Regions from separate parts of the Zea mays genome. Here region 1 is linked to region 2. A link is a contact called in public Hi-C data. All regions are on one chromosome and are shown on one strand. Each heading gives the region's core, a stretch centred on a gene start, on an enhancer-like site or on the middle of the called end of the contact. The rest is flanking DNA. Distances are from core to core; before and after follow the strand shown. Region 1 holds the start of LOC100280946 (cleavage and polyadenylation specificity factor 5). Region 2 holds the start of LOC542627 (hypersensitive induced reaction 1).

Evidence for each region. Hi-C and Micro-C count contacts between places; a contact is called where the count stands out from the background.
Region 1: a contact with region 2 is called in a Hi-C map of leaf, with 6 times the contacts expected there. The contact joins the promoter of LOC100280946 here to the promoter of LOC542627 in region 2. A contact is called at or near these places in 7 of 25 Hi-C or Micro-C datasets (ear, leaf, leaf mesophyll and 2 more).

What each region holds. Positions count from the first base shown.
Region 1 is chr4:77,563,871-77,569,132 of Zm-B73-REFERENCE-NAM-5.0, reverse strand. LOC100280946 (cleavage and polyadenylation specificity factor 5) reads right to left here and starts at 3,597. Exons shown (of 7, transcript NM_001165651.1): 1 at 3,302-3,597; 2 at 2,988-3,033; 3 at 2,774-2,867; 4 at 2,519-2,601; 5 at 2,305-2,391; 6 at 2,101-2,211; 7 at 1,683-2,014. The coding sequence starts at 3,483. The coding sequence ends at 1,943.
Region 2 is chr4:77,433,860-77,438,692 of Zm-B73-REFERENCE-NAM-5.0, reverse strand. It overlaps LOC542627 (hypersensitive induced reaction 1), which reads right to left and starts at 1,791. Exons shown (of 6, transcript NM_001112153.2): 1 at 1,513-1,791; 2 at 1-176. The coding sequence starts at 169.

The DNA of each region.
Region 1 (5,262 bases), core at 2,348-4,847, 130 kb before region 2:
AGCTTCGCTGGTGAGTGAGGCATAGCCGCCTCTTTTACACTATGTTTGGTCACTTTTCTAAATAGTTATTGAGGCTGTGAGATATTAAGGGTGTGTTTGAATGCATTTGAGCTAATAGTTAGTGACTAAAATTAGTTAGAGACATCTAAATACCCTAGCTAATAGCTAATTTTAGTAAATTAGTTAATAGTTAGCTAACTATTTATTAGCTATCTAATTTCACTAGTAATTTTTAGCCAATTAACTATTACCTCTAGTGTATTCGAACATCCCCTAAAAATGAGGTCATTAAAGCAACTCCAATAGTTCTCTAAACAACTCTCTAAATTTTAAATTTAAGAATTGAACAGAAAATGCTTCTTCAATGGTTCTCTAAATAGACTTGCTAAATTTAGCTAGTCGTTATCCAACTCCATTTACTCTTCACATTTAGTAACTCGACAGGAACTCCCTAAATGCAGTTGACGTCAATTTCTTCACACTTGCGTGATTATTTTTTTTCCCTTTCTGACACATGTAGCTAGGTACGGCACACTTTTTTCCACTTTCTAGCACAGTATTGGGGGCAGGGCTGCCAAAGGTAGATTTAAAATCGATCTACTCCCTAAATATGAGCAACTATTGGAGACTAAGTTATTTTTTACTCCCGGTAGCTATTTAGCAACTTGGTAAATATGATTTTAGCAAGCTCTTTTTTAGAAAACTATTGGAGTTGAGTAGTTCTCTAATAGACTTCCTAAATCAACAATTTAAGTAGTTAACACAAAAACTCATCTCCAACAGTTCTCTAAATGAACTTTCTAAATTTAACAACTTCTCATCTAACATTATTTCCTCTCTACATTTGGCAACCATTTAGCAACTCCCTAAACAAAAATGTTTACTGCATTATGTAGATAATGAAGGTAATTGATGACATTTGTGACTTTATATTTTTATGTGGATAGATACAAAACAAAACTATAACCTATATTTAGAGAACTATTGGAGAACTCACATTTTTTTACTCCCAAAGTTATTTAGCAACTTCTTAAATCTGTGATTTAGAGAGCTAAAATTTACATAACTATTGGAGTTGCTCTTAGGCCTTAGTTGAAGTGCAGTCACATGCACAGTGCATAAGATATAAGGGGTGTTTGAATACACTAGATCTAATAGTTTATGACTAAAATTAGTTAAAGACATCCAACCACCTTAGCAAATAGTTCAATTATTAGCTATTTTTAGTAAATTAGTTAATAGTTAGCTATCTAGTCCCTTCGTTTCTTTTTAGTTGTCGCTGGATAGTTTAATTTTACACTATTCAGTGACAATTAAAACGAAACGGATGGAGTATTTGTTAGCTAACTAATTTCACCAGTAATTTTTTAACCAACTAACTATTAGTGCATTCAAACACCATTCAAACACCCACATAATCTGTATCACATATTGTCCTATAGCTAATCAAACGTGTGGATCTATGTTGAGGTGTAAAGATCTGGATCACACTTAACCTCTGCAGGTAAATTTGGCTCACCCAACGGAATCTCAACGAAATCCAAGTTGGTGGCCTTCAGCGGTTAGCAGGTTACATGACCTGTCCCGAAAAATGAATTTAGTAGCTTCTGTTTCATGGAATGGTGTGCTAATTATGTTCCAAGTTCAGGACTGTAGGAGCAAAAATAAATCAAAATGAGTTATTGTACAGAACTGAATCCTTCTCACACGGTCATACACAGGTCGCGAGAAACACATACAGTACATACATATCATTATCAGCAAGAGCCCAGGAGGGGGATACATTATACACATATGCACACACAAAAAAAAAAAAAACAAAAACAGATGAGCTACTTCTCAATACAAGCTCCCATCGGTATCGCACACTGTTCTATGACTTCAACTAGCCAAGTATGCATGCGTCTACTAACCCCTCAACATTCTGGTTGGTTTCCACAATTCAGTCGCTGATGACGTTGAAGGAGAACTTGGATAGTAGGCTCGGAATGGCGGCTATAATTGGACCGTAAACCTGCAGATGGGAGCGACGTTAGGGAGGGAGTTTTGGCCCTGAACTACATATAGAACCTTCTGACTGTGGCACGAGCCTACATATACCTGAGCATTGCCATGAATCTGGGACAAAGGCACGGCCAGGAGCTTCATGTTCCTGGGCACGATGAACTGCCGGGACATCGGCAGCCTGATCAGGAACAGCTTCATGCATTCCTTCAGGGCAAGACAGGACTCACACGCTCAGGTCGATCGGCACAATGCCGACGAAGATAAAATTAACTAGCAGAATTTTCCACAACTCTGTACCTTTGCCGCACGGAATCGTGGAGGCATGTAGGGAAACGGGATGGCCTCAAATTCAGATCTCCACCACATCCCGATGCACTGCCCAATCTAGTCAACCACCGGCAACGTGAAAGGAAGGGTGAAACGTTTGAGGCATCCTAACGTGGCGTGATATCTACTCTAGTTGATATGTCATCACTGAACAATTGGTAACATTTCTGAACACCATGGTTACCTGCCAGTCTTCTTCTTCAACGGCCTCCACATCATCGACAACGGAGAGCTTGCTGGAGAGCTTGCGCTTGAGCCCTCGGACCTCTGAAACGCAATCAGCATACAAACAGAACTCTCAGCCTCCAGTGCATGTGCGCAGGAATTTTGAACACAACTAAACAGCAGCTTCCATATGCGCAGGAAGTTTCAGGTTACAGTGGACAAATTCTAGCAAATTGTAAATCACAAGTACACACAAAGTCTGCATGTAGTCTACCTTCCTCGCCAGGCCTGAGGCGGCCTCCCGGGAGCAGGAAGGAGGAGTTCCGGACCTGCAGCAGCAGCACGTGCGGGTGATCGAACAGCTCCACCTGCAGCCAAACCAGCGGCATAAATCCATATAAGATCATACGAGGTACTCCTACGAACGATCGAGGCCTCTGAAATTTGTTAGAGCTAAATCAGAGTTGCAGAGTCAGAGATGGTGGTACCAGGAGGACGCCGTGGACGCTCGTGCGGAGCCCGTGCGCCGCGAAGCTGCATACGCAGCGAGGATTAGTAATATTTTTTTCACTATTATTATCACTTAATCGCGAGTCGCGACTATTATCGGTTACTCGATCCAGCGGAATCAGGACCGTCAATTACGTTGCTAAGACATGGAGTGGGCGATGCAGCAGCGAGGATTAGTATATTTCTTTTTTTTCACTGTTATTAGCACTTACTAGAGGTTACTCAATTCAGCGAAATCAGGGACCGCCAATTGCGTTGCGAAGACACAGAGCGGGCGAGGCGGGGCACTCACTTTGCCTTGAGCCGTAGCGCGCGGTCAGCGGCGGTCTCGAGGCCGCGGGGCACGCCGGCGGCGTCCCTGGCGCCGAAGTAGTAGCGGCTGAGCGGGTAAATATCCACCCCGTTCTCCCTCGCTGCCGCAGGCACAACCGTAGGAACAGTCTCGGACATGACCTCCACCATCTCGAGCCCCATGGAGTTTGGTCGAATCTCGCCGGAGCCGGCGCGCGGGTTATATGATAACGGGAGTGCGCCGCAGAGGTAAAGCGCGGCAAGGCGTGGGAACCGACTGGAGAGAGGTAGGAGGCGCGAGAAGGGGGGGGGGGGGGGGGGGGGGGGGGGGGGGGGCTGTTCTCATGTTGTGCTGCCGCCGGCCGGGTTCGGGGTTGTGGTCTTGTGGAGTAGTGTTGGGGGTTCAGGGGGAGAGCGATGTGGAGAAGAGTCCGGTGCGGGGGAGGTTGGCGGTCGGCGCGGCAACGTGGCCACCCGAACGACGTGGCGTGGCGCGGAGGGAGCCAGAGAGTTGATGGCGGCGGCCCGGCGGGTCCCCCCGTGCGCCTCGCTTTGGCCTTTCAGTCTTGCACCACTCGCTGGACGACTTGGACCGGCCGTATTGAGCTGCTAACGTCTCCGTTTGCGGTTTCTTTGTCCAACCATATAAACCGTCGACTCCACACGTCCACAAATATTAAAAACGTCCACAAATATTAAAGTCTATAAAAAATCACAAGACACTCGCATAGTCGCAGAGCACCATGCCCAACCTCTAGGTCTAATTTAGATGCACTCAGGTTTCTTACTTGAAGGCTCGAAGCTTTAACTAAATCTTGTAAAAATATTAAATTTAAGGCAACTAATTAGAATAATCAATTACTACCTCCGTCTCTAAAAAAAGTCATTTTAGATTTTGGTACGTATAGTAATGCTATACTTAAAGGACTATAGTACTTCTATAACACAGTCGGTTCAGGTACATGGCGCTTAGACTATCCCCGGCGGTCTTACTTACCACAGCTACTATTTCAAACATCACTCTATCAAACTTCAAAACCTTAGGCTATTTTCAGTAGGCCACTTATAAGGAAACTGTGAGTAAGTAAGGCTATCTCCAGTAGCCTTACCTATCTCACATCATATTTTAAAACTCCGCCATATAAACAGTGCAGTTTATAATGTAAAACAACACTTTTGCAAGATCTGATGATCACAACCTAAGAAATCGTTGGTGTTCACACCTCCAACAACTCACACACACACGTGGTCGCGCAAAACATTGTGCTCCAGCGACACGGTTACTTTTGTCGTGGACTCGCAACCTTAATATATGTGCACCTCATGACCTCTTTGCGTGAGCTGTTGGAAACGACTATGATATCCACGTCCACGAGCTACTGGAGGCATCCTAAGTGCATACAAATCGAGGAAGCAATAAGGTTTCCTTGTCTTACTATGTTGATTAACAAAAGGTTTCAAGTTCATTGTTGAATATTTCTGCACATTATATTTTTCTTCTAATTATTATTGTTATTTCTTTGCATGTCAATGAAGCATGATCTTCCCCATCTGGATCGCAATAGAAGTTTCGCTCTATGGCAAGTCAAGATGATGGCTATTCTAACACAGGCTAAAGTTCATGATGGTTTTGATGAAATTTGGTAAGAAAAACATTAGACCTATGAGGAGAAGAGTAAAGATTGTAAGTCTAAATTCAAATTTAGCTTCATCTTTCAAATAATATTTTGTAAGATTATTTGCAAGAAAAATTTGCATTAGCTTTATGGCTTAAGTTAGAGCCAATTTGCATGTCTAAGAATTTGACAAGTAAGATGTATATGAAGATAACTTATACAAGTACAAGTTCCAAGAGGATGGTTATGTGCTTAACCATCTTTCAGTCTTCAAGAAGATTGTTTTAGTCTACAAGCTATAGATGTAAATTTATAATGATAAGGATTTGGATCTTACTTTTTTGGG
Region 2 (4,833 bases), core at 542-3,041:
GGACATCAAGCTGCTGCACACGCAGTGACAGATACCCAGCAATTTGCTTCCCTATGCACCATGGCAAGAAGTGGCATCCAGGCTCTAGGACCTCGTCAAACTTCCCAAAAGTTTCCTTGATGGCTACTGTCGATTGATCCACTTGAATCAAGCCGAGTGCTTGACCCATGTCTTATCTACAAAGGAATAAAAAATTTGTCAGGTCATATGCTAAAGAACAAATGATAGAATCTCCACATATTTGCAGAATCTTGACTTAGGCTCACAGTTGATGTGATCTCTCCAATTAATATCACTGGATGTATTATTAAAAATAGGTCGCATAAATGGAATAAAATTAATAAACGAGTAAAGATAAATGTATGCTAGATAAGTAGATAGCATGGATTGGCTAACTTGTCCGTAATGAAGGTTGGACCAATTGCAACATAGAACACAAGGGTACAGTATCACAAACAATCATGCTCAAAGACACATGTCAGTATGTGACATGAACTCAGCAACAATTTCTGATAGATAAAGATAGCCATGTCCTTAAACCTACTGAATTCTCGACATCATCATGGTACAGCCCAAAGAAATCACACTTTTCTTATAATGAATTGCACAAAATAGATAGACACCAAAAGAACAATAACAAACTAGCACAGCCAGTTGCAGTATGAACTAGCAAGATGAAAAGAAGAACAAATACCTACAAGCGTGGTAAACAAGCTTAGTGGGGAGAGGCAAGGTGTATCAGGTTCAGGTCTTTCTTGGTCTTACGGGAATAGAGGCGCAGTACATATAGTCGATTTGTAAAGACAAGTGGAGACGCAAGAGAACGTGGGGGGTTAATAAATCATCTGGGGAGGGCTACATCTAGATGCCAGCGAAAGCCAATAAATCCAATGCTGCAAGTTGGCCGCAGCACAGCCGACGAAAACCACAACATGCTGGCATGCTGCTAATGATTCATTTGGGCGACAATTCCATACACAGACCCGTAGTATGCTTTTATCCAGCGACTAGTGATAATCAAACACGTCACAATCATCCAATCTGCCCACCAAAGACAATTAAACGTTATCTTACCATCCATGTATTCTGCGCAGGTCGAAATTTCCCAACGGTGACCAGTCACCAATAATAAGCCGCAAGAAAAAAATACATTATAATGCGTGTTTGGCTTGAACACCTGGAAACTTCAACGGGATTCGACAGGACAAACAACGCACGCCAGATTTGTTCGTTCACATCGACGCGGCCACCATGGAGATACCAAGGGTGGTTCCAAGCCGTGGCCAACGCACGGTAAACAGAAGCCTAACATTTAGTCGGCGCAGGACAAGGGCTGCGGTCGATACCGAGGAAGAAACATGTCTAACAAAATCACCGCCCCCCAGTCGCCAATGTAGAGAATAATCTGGAGGGGGAGAGATCCCCAAGAAAGCAAGCACGAAAAAAGGAAAAGGAGAGAAATCATTCCACGGCTAGAACGCTAGGGGGATGCGGCGGCGGCGGCACAGTTACCTTCCTGCGGAGGGGATCCAGGCGCAGACAAGTAGAGTACTGAGAAGAAAAGGGTTTGCCCTCTCCTGCCGCCGCGCTGCTCCGTCGATTGGGTTGTCCGAGGCCCTCGATCGCCGGTATCTATGGCGGAAATTGCTGCCGATGGAGGGTAACCGGAGAAGGATTTGACAGATATATGGGAAGAAAACCGGGTCGAAGTTGCGCCCGCCGCTGCTATGGACTACCGATCGTCGTAACCATTGTCGACCCTTCGATACACCGTCTTTGCCGTCGCGTTAGATCCAACCAAAAAAAAATAAAAATATCGAAGGGGAAGGAGGTGGCGTGGCGTCTGTATAGAAAGTAGGGATGACAATTTAATTCGGGGATTCCATATACCTTGGATGCGATCCGATAGATTAAGATATAGATATATTTTTTGACCCATATGTTAGATTCATATCTGATCCGAGATAAAGTGGTATGGATTTGGATATTAAATTTTACCCACAGGTTAACCGTTGGATATCCGAAATTAATCAATACTTTAATTTTTTTTGTCGAGACATGATTAACTCTTTAGTATGTTCTTATTTTTTTATTATTGAATCTGATCATTGATTTAACTATTTATCTATTTTGTTGTTTGCGAGGATGAACATGATTCTACTATCATTGACTAAAAAAATCAGCCACAGCTACTGTATGTTGGTTCTGTGATGAGATTTCCTATATATTTTCCATATATAATTTCTTTATGATAAAATATTATAACTAGAAAACGAAATGTTCTTTTCTTTGATTTGCATATCTCCTGCTATTACGCATTAGCATATTGTCTTAGCAACATGTACAAATCTCCGACGCTCAGCTAGTATAGTAGTATGCTTTATTGTATTCCTGTAAAAGGATGCATCTTGCATCTCACTCAGATAGCATGTTTGTTGTTGTTAGATACTCTGTGACAGTGTGTCTGCTCTGTGCTCCCCTCTCTAGCTCTCCCATCGCTAGCTCAAGTGTTCAACACTACACTAAGATCATAATCAGATCATTAGAACTTCATAAGGCAAAAGGCTGAAGGCCAAAAACAGACATGTATTTGTTGTCATGTTGAGACATGCAGACATGTATTTGTTGTTATGTTGTGAATGTTGCTTGTTAAATAACATGTATATTTGTTTAATTATGTTATTGAATGCCATGTATTTGTTGTTATGTATTGGGAAGAAATTTGATTAATTATGTTATTGAATTGTTGAAAATGGTTATTTGACATATCCAATGGATATCCGAAACCCGATGTGGCATGTCATGGATATAAATTTCTACCTACGGGTATAGTCGAAACCCGATCTAGAGTTGCCACGGCACGAAACACCGATGGGAATGAAAATGGCAGAATGAAAATAGCAGAATAGGGAATGACAAAACAGAGAATGATAGTCAACCTCTTGTTATGTTAATAAATAGTAGAGATAGTGAACCTAAACACATATTACGATGTTCGTAGAGCGAATTTGAATGTGTGACGTGGATGGATGCAGATAGCCTAACTAACTCCTACGCTGCTTACGGATTCAAGTTCGTTGAAATGCCAGCCCTGTTCGTTTTTCTCTGATCATTAGTTATCTAATGTGACTCGGATAACGTTGGTTCGCGTCGCCATTGCTATCGAGGAGCCACTAAGGATATGTTTGGTTCCCTGGCCCAGTGCACGGCCAGACCCATTTGAATCAACAGCGCCATGTTTGGTTGCCTGGCCCAGCTTGGGGGCCTGGCTGAGATGAGCCCAACGCAATATTGTGGCCAGGACCGATTGGAACGCAGATAAACCACTTCGCGATTGAGCCTGGCCGTCACGGTCTAGGGTTCGCAGTCTCTCCTCTCGCGACTCTCGCTCTCGCTCTCTCCTCTCGGGTTCACTCGCAGCCGTCGTGCTCCCTCGCCGCCGTCATCTCTCTCACCCTGTGGTGACGACACCGCGCCCGCGGACAAGCTCGATCTGCTTCTCTGTCGATCTGCTTCACTCTCGCCTCTCGGGTTCATCTACTTCGCTGTCGGCGACGAGAGGTTAGCCCTTTTCTTGGCTGCTCATCTACTTTCATCTGTTTTGTCTTCTCATTTGATTTCATTTGCTTCGCAAGGATCGCTCTCCTACGACCTCGATCGGTTCTCAGCTGTGAGTGAACCCTAGATGTGTGGTCTCCCTCTTCTCAGGTTTGATCGCTCTCCTAAGACCTCGATCTGTTCTCAGCTGCGAGTGAACCCTAGCTGATCTATTCTCGATCTGTTCTCAGGTTTGATTTCATCTGCTTTGTCTTCTCATTCTAGATCTGATTAGTTTCATATTAGCAATGATTTGTTTTCAGCTGCTTTGCTTTGTTTATGTTAATCAGATCTGGTCTAGAAAGCAGCTATTTCTAGCAAACTGATTGTTGTATTAATCTGATTAGGGTTTGATTAATATAACTGATTAGTTTTATTAATCAGTTTGCTTTGCTTCATTGTTGTGTTCTCAATCTGCTTTGCTTTGATTAATATAACTGAAAACAAAGCAGCTGATTCTAGCAAAGCAGCTGATTAGTTTCATATTAGCTGATCTAGGCAAAATGTTCTCATTCTAGATCTGATTAATATAACTGATTGTTGGTGGATATCTGATTGGTCCATGTTTGGATGAAAAACTTGCATCTTTTCATTACTGATCTGCTTAACTGAACTTAACTGACCCGAACTTAACTGAAAAACCTGCATAGTTTTTCAGTGATGTACTTTCATATTAGTATATAACTGATTGTTGGTGGATATCTGATTGGTCCATGTTTTGGATAAAAAACTTGCATCTTTTCATTACTGATCTGCTTAACTGAACTTAACTGACCTGAACTTAACTGAACTTAACTGAAAAACCTGCATATCTTTCAATATTACTATCTGTTTGGTCCATGTTTTGCCATGTTTATTTATTGACTTAACTAAATTTAACATGTTTGTCATGCTTGTCTTGTTTAATTTAATGGATTATGCAACTAGCATAATCTGTCTATTATATTAAGTAGCTAGTTGTTCCTCTTTTCTTCTCCCCCTCTTACCTTCATCTATTCTTGTTTCCTCTTCCCTTACAACAATCTTACCTTTGTTCATCCTTTCTTCTCCCCCTCTGTAGCTTCTTGTCTTGTTTAATTTAATGGATTAATGCATTATATTATGCAGCTACCTCCATGACTATCTTCTTTTTATACTATGCAAGGTAGTTAATCTCTACTACTCTTTAAGGCCTTAGTGTAGGCGTCCACAGTATAGCGTGGTGCACGGTTCTGCCACCCGCGCGTCCGCGCCCCT